2 separate regions of the Bos taurus genome follow, and region 2 is linked to region 1. Evidence: chromatin contacts called from public Hi-C data. All regions are on one chromosome and are shown on one strand. The core of a region is the stretch at or near the end of the contact, and the rest is flanking DNA. Distances in the headings are between cores, read along the strand shown.

What was found. A called contact is a pair of places that touch in the nucleus more often than the background predicts.
Region 2: a Hi-C map of liver shows a contact between it and region 1, with 2.0 times the contacts expected there. The contact joins the enhancer-like site here to the promoter of ATF3 in region 1. A contact is called at or near these places in 2 of 11 Hi-C or Micro-C datasets (blastocyst and liver).

What each region holds. Positions count from the first base shown.
Region 1 is chr16:70,935,450-70,940,127 of ARS-UCD2.0, reverse strand. It overlaps ATF3 (activating transcription factor 3), which reads left to right and starts at 2,701. Exons shown (of 4, transcript NM_001046193.2): 1 at 2,701-2,893.
Region 2 is chr16:70,984,455-70,989,206 of ARS-UCD2.0, reverse strand. No RefSeq gene overlaps it. Among named protein-coding and RNA genes, the nearest start is that of ATF3, 49 kb to the right of the region's middle. Within about 2 kb of position 1,761, at least 60 of the 102 cell types and tissues checked have an H3K27ac peak or open chromatin away from gene starts, as enhancers often do. A contact at or near this core is called in blastocyst and liver, where this site is marked.

The DNA of each region.
Region 1 (4,678 bases), core at 1,452-3,951:
TCGTTTTTGTTTTCCTTGGATAAGAGCTTCATTGACTAGAGTGTGGACTGACTTCTCTGTCAAGATTCTTATCGCTTTTCAAGTTTCCGTGAGAGGGCGACGCTCAGACTTCCGCGAACAGCTGACAGTCTTTCTACCCAGGTGTGACTTGGGTATTCAGAACCAAGAATGATTAGAATGAAGCAGGTTAAGGAAAGAAGCGGGAGGTACCATGGTAATAAAAAATAAACCAACCAGGGGTTGTGGACTTCTCTGGCTTCATTACCCTTCTGTGGTATTGTGTTGCGGAGGCTGGTCTGGCTGTTTGTTTACCTACGCTCCAAGCTGAATTTCCTCTTAACGACAAGACATAAACCTCCACACATCTGGCTTGGGTGTATTAATGGATTCCTAGTTTAAAATGTAAACCGGTTAAAGATTTCTGTAGGCATTTCACAAAGGGGGAAAAAAACTAGTCGGGTAGCCTTCACGTGTTCTCCCCCATCTCCTTGTTTGGCTTTATAAGGGTGGTGTTTACTCGAGGGCAGTGGACGAGCATCTAGAAAAGATATGTAGAGACGCTCATATAACTTTCATGCAAATTTGCAAACGCCCTTCCTCCTGCTCTCGCGGTGTTCTACGGGTTGTTAGGACACGCCCGGGGTTTACCTGGCTGCCCCGGGTCTACCTGCCGGTGCATGGGCAGGAGGGCGGGGTGAAGAGGCGTGGAGCGGGGTGTGGGGACGTGGAGGTGGGGCCGGGAAGTCCGTTACCAGGGTGAAAAGTAAAGCAAAAACAACGGCCCCAAGCTTCCCGCTCGACTTCGCTGGAAATTCGCTGAGGTCCTAGGCGGCATCCCCTAGGACCCTGCGTAGGACCTCCAGGCTACCCGACGGGCCGGGGGCGGGGGCGGGGGTGGGGTGGGGGACGACTTCCCAGGCCGCTCTCTGCGGGGTCCTGGGCCCGGAAGCTTGGGGGCGGGTATGTGTCCCGATGAGGCTCGGGTTCTGGGGAGCGGAATCAGGGTGCTGGGGACTCAGCTTTACCTATAGCTCTGAGGGTATCTATCCCAGGCCGCTGGGCAATCGGAGAGGCTGGGGAGACGGGCCGAGCACTCGAGGGTGCGGGACTGTGTGTGTGTAAGGGAGGGAAATAGACACAGAGAGGCCCTTCCATGACGGCTGTTAACAGTCGAGTGGGGCGGGGCTGTGGGAGAGATCTGGGCTCCCAGAGCCTTCTAGTTCCTACCCCCAAATTGCCACACTAGGACCCTGGACCGTCTCTCTCTCTCTCTAAAGGCAGGTGGAAGCAGGTACCCCTAAACCCCACGGGCTCGCGGTTCTCCCTCTCCCATAGGTGCCAAACAGAGCTGGCCACAGTCGCGTCCACCCACATTCGTCAATGATCAGTTGAGACGGTCTCTGGTCCTAGACAGCTGGGCTCGGGGAATCGGAACTGGAAGCTCGATTTTAAGATTCAGATCCAGTTCTGATGAAGACTCGGCTCGAGTCTGGGCCGCGAGATCCCGCCCTTCCCGCCACACGACTTTAGGGAGAAAAGGATTTCTGCTACGGGGCCTAATTTGCTATACGGTTAATGCGTCTACAGCCCGGGCGGTCCGGTCCCCGCGCGATCCTCTCTGGGCGCAGGAAAACATGCGAAAGCCGAAGGTGTATTTTCCAGCAACACTGCCAGAAAGCCGGGCGACCCCCGCCCGGCCCGGCCCGCGGAGACCAAAGCACCTTCTCTTTACTTCTCCTCCTAGTCTCTAGGCTTCAATCTTACTTTTAGCCCTTCTCTGAGTTGACTCTGATTTTTTCCAGGTCGCTCATCTTTTCTCGGGCTTGTTCGTTTCACTGTCAATTTCAAACGTTTTGTGGCTGTTAAAAAAAATTCTCTCCCTGCCGCTCGCCCTGGCCTCAGCGTCGGGTTCCCAAGCCGCCGGGAGGCGGTTCCGCGTGTGCGCCTATGTGGGGTGTGCTCGAGCCCCGGGCGTGGGCGCACCGTGCCCTCCGATCGCTGACAAGTCTTCTCACGGTCCCGGCCACAGAGGTCACCCTCGGCGGTAACGGCGTGGATTCACCGTAGGGTGCCTCTAAGCTCTTCTCCCACACTGGGGAAATGACACTCCTCTTCGTACCCCGTCCCCTACTTGAAAAGGAGGCTTTTGACGGGGAAGCGGAAGGGGGGGTGTGTACTTTCCCGAAGCTCCAGAAAATGACCACGCATTTTAGAGAAAGGTCGTTTCTAGCTTCCCAGTCTCACCTAGTCTGGGCAGCGTCCAGGACCCACCTCTCCAACCTCACCCCCAACCCCCACCTCCCCAGCCTAGCGGAGGGAGAGATGCCAGCGCGGTGGAGTCATGCCGCTGGCTTGGGCACCATTGGCTCATGCCTGGAGTACGCACATCTGGCGGCCAGCCCGAGCGGCTCCGGTCCTGATATGGAGCGAGAGGGCGGGCGGGTGCGTGCGTCCCAGGAGAACACGCCGCGGCCGGCTCCTCCCCGAGCTTGCATCACCGGTCCCCCTTTTCCCCTCCTCCTCGTTGGCCCCTCCCCCCGCCCCGCTCACCCCTCCCGCCCTCCAGCCCAGCCTAGTTCTGCTGGTTCGCCGAGGAAGCTATTAATAGCATTACGTCAGCCTGGGATTGGTAACCCAGAGTATTTGGGCGCGCCGCCAGCCGGAGGGCTATAAAACGGGTGATGCAACGCGCTGCCAGCCACAGTCGCACGCAGAGAGGCGCACACTGCATAGCGCTCACTCTGCGCCGCCGCCTCAGCGGACCCGCCAGCCCGCGCGCCGGTCGTGAGCCCCTCTGTGCTCGCCAGCCGACCCCGCAGCCAGCCAGCCAGCCCGACCCAACCCCGACCCTGCCCGCCCTCCGGACCCTGGCCGCCCCGAGTGGATACAGGAGGTGAGCGCGGCGAGAGTGGCTTGCTTTGATTATCTTTGCGCCCCTCTAGTAACCAGTCCCCGACCCCCGCGCCCACCCCCCGCCCCCCGGCACTTGCCCCGCAGCCTCCAGCTTAGAAAAAACTCTGGCTGAATCTCTCTCCCAGCCACCGCTGCTCTTCCGCGCTTTAGAAACTTTCTCGCAAAGAACTTTCTCTTTTGACTTGGGGCGCGAAACGTTCCTAGTAACTGAGAGGTCGTCCGCCGGCGTCGGAGCACAGCTCCTAGCCGCCCTCGCGTTTACTTACTCCCGGGGCGATCGAGGTGCTCAGAGTGGCCGAGCCAATCAGGCTCGCCAGCCGGCTCCATCCCTGGCTCGGTGCGCCGGCACTTGCTACTCCCGAGCCCAGCTTTCCCGGGAGGCCGGGGCTCGCGGAGCGGCTGCCCCAGGGGCGGAAAGGAATGAATGGGAAACGAATGGGCGAGCCGGGGTCGCGGGCGCTGCCGCTGGGGGTCGCCCTGCCCACCCCGGAGCGCTGGGCGGCAGGATCGCGCTGGTAGCCGGCGGCGAAAGTTAGTTAGGATAAGTTTTAAGAGGTGGCGCGCGCTCCTGTCGCTGCCCTGGGGCAGAAGGCGGAGAGAGAGCACCGGGGACAGGTGCCGGAGACTTCTTGACCCAAGTTTCTCACACGCTTTTCTATCGTACCTGTGAGTCCAGTTCTGGTCTCTTCCTCTGGTGGCTCGCGGATTTCTCGGCTTTTCATCCTAAGAGACCCACCGTTGGGGATTGGGGAGGGAGCGAGAGTGCGAAGCCAGTTGAGATATTTGAGAGACAGGATCTGTGATCCAGGAGCCGGGACCTGAAACTTGCACTGCCCTTAGTGGCTTGGAGCCTCAGCATCCCCAGCGGGGAGGTGTGGACATATAGAGGCTCCTGGCCGCTCCGCCTGTTTGCAAGCACAAGGTGCTGGTTGGGCCGGATAACCATTACGGTCCTTTCTGGACAAAGGTTTTCAGATTCTAGAGTGGTGTTAACTGAAAGAAAAGCGACCTAGGAGGGGACTTGAATGAGGGGGCTTGGATGTCGCTGGCCGCCCTCTGAGGCAGTGAGGAGAAAGGGACTTCTGTACGGGGCATCTCTTCCCTTTCCAAGGTGCTTTCCACTGGATGGTTCTCCGTCTCTGCTCCCCACCGCCCCCCCACCCCATTTTCATCTCATCAAATTACTTCCTTTCCTCCTAACCGTTTTCTTTCCCCTAATTTAATTACCAAATCACAGTAAGCTGCCTTTCCTATGAAGGAGTTGCTCACCCCTTAATAGAGCCAGAAAAAAATAAACTGGGCACTAGAAAATGTGGGTGCCCTCTGAATGCATCTGTTTCAGTGTGGGTGACAGTCACATCTGTTTGGGAGCCTCCTGCTCTTTCAGTTTGAATGAAGGAGAAATTGGTATGACTGTCCCCTTGTTTTGCAGCTCCCATTTGTTGTAGAATAACACTGCAACAGGTAAACACAGCAACAGGTAAACTGTTGCTGTAAGGATTATCTGAATGAGGACCCGGGTGGGTTGCAGTTGTTACTGTCTAAATGGTTTCAGAGACAGCACTGCAGGAAGCACACCAGGCGCACAGTGTAAATAAAATACAGCCCCCAGCACCTGTGGCAGCCTCTGGATCCTTCCTGTCTTAACCCCACCATTCTCTCTCTCCCCTTGGTCTTTTCTCTCCATTATTCTCTTTTTTACCCCCATACTCCTTCCCTGTCTTAATCCCATCAAAGCCTCCTCTCTTGTGGGCATAGGCTCCTC
Region 2 (4,752 bases), core at 512-3,011, 50 kb before region 1:
AGTCAAGTCCCAAATAGGCACCATTGAGGAATATGTGGTAGCAACCATCCAAACTTAGGACAAAGAGCCTTCTGTTGCTAGAAGAACAATATAAAACACTATGCATACCTCTGGATGTATTCAGTTTTGAAGACTCTAAACTGCTAGTCCTTTCTAAACTGTTAAGATGGATACTGAATGGGGAATAAACACTCTTGCAGTTTCCACATTTATATCTGAAAAAAATCTCCAATTTACCAAAGGCAATGTGGTATTTCTTGGGGGGAAAAATGAAAATTATGTATTTGATTTACAGATTTGTCATTCATTCATGTCACAATCCTCAAGGCTACCTTTATTCCACAACTAACTTTCCACCATTTCTTTCTAAGAAAAGGACATACGTAAAGTTGTTTTTTTTTTAAGGTTACAGCCTTCAACAACTTGAAATGTAAATTTGAATGGTCCAACAATTAGAAACAGTTACCCTACCACCATTTGACATTCCGTTTATCATTCTATTTAATATTATTTTGTAACATCTAACACCCTTCACCTTTAAGGTCAAAGGAACCTTCAATATGTTTTACAAGCTGCCTACAAACTCCGGGAGATGGTGAATGATGCAGGAAAGCCTGGCCTGCTGCACTCCACGGGGTCTCAAAGAGTCAGACACGACTTCCCGATCGAACAAGAGACAATCCCTGTGAAATCTGAGGATGCCACGCCAACAAGAATGCAGGTCCACCGAGGAACAGCAGACCACTCGGTAAAGTCAAAATTGCTCTTCTCTTTATGATCACAGAGCCTCTTTCCAGAACTACCCCCCAGTTCACTTCAGACGCTCAGTCATGTCCGACTCTGCGACCAAATGGACTGCAGCACGCCAGGCTTCTCCATCCATCACCAACTCCTAGAGCCTACTCAAACTCATGTCCATCGCATCGGTCCCCCACCTCCCAGAGAACAGGAGAGTATCGATTTCACAAGGTGCCGGGCACTGCTTTCTTTAAAATGAAGCTTTCATCTGACTCCTGCAAGATCACCTGGTAACTCCCGGGGCTGGGGATGGAGCGTCTGGGTTTTTGAGCTTCTCCGCTGCCTTCTCAACTTGAGGCCTCTGTACTTAGCCCGACCCCTGGACGGCCACCACACCACTGAGGGCGTCGTCCCTACCGCTGTCACCGACTCGGGCGTGGCTGCTCACCGAGGGTCCCGGCCGCCTTCCCTCCCCGCCCACCACCCCCACAGCCCCTAGCTGTGGGCCGCACCGGCCAATCCCGGGGTCCACTCAGGGAGGCCAGGCGATCGCCCGGGGAGGTCACCGAGGGCTGACGCCCGAGCCCTGACGCCCGAGCCCTGCTACGCTCTGACTTCAGCCCCCAGGGAACTTTCCAGAACCTTGGCCCTCTCTGGGAAGCCTCGCGTCGCATCCAGGAGGGAACCCCGATTCTGTTTATTGAGCGCCTACGCCAAGCTCAGGACGGGGCTTGCAATCGCCCGCACTCCAGTAGCTCGGCCCGGGATCCGTCCTCCAGAAGAACCGACGGCGGGGCAGCAAGGGACTGGCAGAACCGCGCCCCCAGCCCCCCGCGTCCCCTCTGCCGGCCTTTACCTCGACCGACCCCCCGGGGGCTGCCGGAGCTAAAATTAGGCGAGCGCGGGGCGCGCTCACGTGCACCCCGCTCACGGGGGCCAGGGGCACGGCCCGAGTGACTCATGGCCCCGCCCCCACCCGCAGAGGACGCGCTGACGTCAGCCGCTTCCCCGAAGGGTGACGTCAGCGCGCCTCGGGAAGGCCGCGGGGCCAGCCTAGAATGTTCACTGAGTTTCGATGCCTTAAAGGGACCAGGCCTTGGATCGTGAAAGATGTGGGGCGAGGACCCCGCTCACCCACCCGTAGAGTCGGAGCCAGTTTTACATCCCTTTGTACTGAGAGAAGGTGATTGCTGAGGTAGGAATGAAAAAACGGAAAGCAACTGAGCTTCATTGGAGGCGCCCAGAAGCCCCAGAACCTCCTCCTGGAAGCCCTCCTTGTTTAACCAGAATCAGCTCTTGACCCAAAAGTCAGGAAGTTTTCCATGGCCCTTGACTGCCTACTCCTTCACTTACACCTCTGCTGACAGAGAAAGGCTGTGGTTTGAATGTCTGTATATAATTCATCAACTTGGGCCACCTTGGCCCTTTTATCAGTATTTTTTGACTTTGTCCAAATTCTCTTGTTAGGTGTGTGACCTGGAACAACAAACTCTCTGGATGTGAACTTTGTGAACTGGTATCCACCCCTCCTTTTAGGCTAATGTTGCCTGTGGACGTTCCCGGAGGCAGGAACCCCGGCCCGTGCTTCGCCATTGAGCACAATCACAGTCTCACTGGGGACTAACAATCCACTGAGGTTTACCGTGTGGCAGGTTTGTTTCTTACACTTCCTCCGCTCTTTTTAATTCTCTCTTCTCTCTGAGATGGTTGTTATTGTCCCCATTTTACGGATGAGGAAGGGAATCCGGGCACCGCAGGATTAAGCATGTTTCCCTAGGTTACACAGTTTAAGGAACCGCAACCTGAAAGTCACTCCCACGTCAGTTGGACTCCAAGTCAGTGTTTTTGGTGATGAAGGTGGGCTGTGATACAGTGTTTTATTCTGGGTGTATCGAGCCCTGGAGAGTAGTTTTTCCCCTTTACCTCAATTCCAGTGCCTCTGAACACGTCACCCACAAGTAACCTCAGCCTGCGGATACAGGAGAGTGAGACCTCAGGGCCTGGTCTGGATGAGAGTAAGGTGAGTGAAGAGGCGCTTCCTCTCGGGTGTCCTTCCTGTACTTGCCGGCTCCGGAGAGCGGGCACCTCCTTGAGGTTTGCACTCCAGGCACCTCACTCACCACACCCTAGTCCCAGCCCTGCCACGCCTACCCTTGGCTCTGTTTTCTGTCTGGAAACTAGAGAGGGCATCCCGCTTAATGCGTCCTGGTCTGGCATGCCAGTGTCCAGTTCTGCCCCATGCTGAAGAAATAACCTTGTTTCTCTGCATCATAATCTCCTCTCTCTGTAAAGCAGTGGTTTCTATTGAAACAGCATCGTCATGCCAAGACGAAATGAGACAACAGCTTCTTACAGTTTTGAGCAAGACGCTGCTGCCTGTGTCCTGGAAGTGGAGGTGGGCCATGAGTGGCTGTCACTGGTGTCCTCTGACAGCCGTTACTGGTCTTTGGCTGAGCGTCACAAGCGCATCCTCAGGTCATACCTGCCAGGTCTATCAGGGCTACCTTCCTCCCCTCGCTCACCGCCCAGAGACATTCAGAACTGACCCCTCTCCCCTCATACCCAGTCTCCAGCCACCACCCAGCTCTCTTCTTTGTGTGCCCTGCTCTTGGCCCCTCCATCAGGCTGATGAAGTCACTGCCCACTGCTCTTCCTGTTCTCCGGGTTTTCTGGAGCTTCTGACCGAACACCCTGTGTGTCTCCCATGGAAGCCTCGGGAGAAGATGGAGAAAACCACAGGCGGCCTCAGCTGTGGCCAGCAGCTCTCCCTCTGTACTGGGGCTGGACACGCAGACATGGAAGCTTAGAGCAGTAGGGGACCTTCAGGCCAACCAGGCCAGCCCCTGTTTTACAACCAGGGAACTGAGGTCCGGGTGAAGTGACCTGCCCGGGGCCACGTGGCCTGTTATGTAGAGAGTCCTAGTCACTTGATTAGCAGCTCACTGTGCCTTTCACGGTTCACGCCTCTGTTAGGAGTCTCAGGTGAAACAGTGAACATAAATGTGCACGGGGACCTTCCCGACCCAGGGATCACACCTGTGTCTCCCGCACTGCAGGCAGATTCTTTACCATCTGAGCCAACTTAGGCGCATTTCCCAGTGGAATGAGAACAACAGTGAGTTGGACTGCTGTTTTTAAACCTTCGGTAATCAAGATGTTGTGTGTCATTTCAGGTTTTGATTATTTTATCTCCCAGCCTTTATTTCCCGTCATTTTCCTATCCCCCAAACCCCATTAAATGTTGTTAAGAACCATCAGTGTAATTGGCCACTAACCTGGAAGGACTGTGATCTCCAGCAGACAGCCCCAGCAAAGAAAGGAGCAGGGATCCTGGGGCTGTTCCCAACCGTGCTGGTGACTCACGGGATGATACAAAGCAAAGCCCTTCTTTTGTGTGGGGGCGAAACGGAGAATGGCACACACAGCTACTTGCCTGACAGAAGTGTGGGTTGGTAGCGAGCCATTGGCAGGCTCCTGGCATAGCGGAAGCCCAGGGGTCTCTGGGTACACCCAGGTTCTCGATGACCGCTTAGCAGTGGCTGCAGGGTTAACCCTGAGCTCTGTCTCGCTTGAGCACCAGCCTCCATTGGAGCCACTAAGATGGTTGGGCGGGATTATGGCACTTGCCCTTCGTGCTGTCATCCTCATTGGTTAAGAATGCACCCTGGTTATTCCTAACTCCACTTTAATAATGTGTTATAGATCTGCCCTCCAGGAATTTATTTGAAACTTTCTTTAATCTATTTTTATTTCAGCTTGTACAGCATGTTCAGGCAACAAGGAGGTTTACCATCTATGTAAAAGCACTAAAGGGCTTCCCTGGTGGTTCAGTGGTAAAGAATCCCTTTGGAGAAGGAAATGGCAACCCACCCCAGTATTCTTGCCTGGGAAATCTCATGGACAGAGGAACCTGGTGAGCTATAGTCCATTGGGGTCACAAATGAGTTGGACATGACTTAGAAATTAAACAACAACAACAAAAAACACACCAAAACACAGAAGGTGCTATATAAA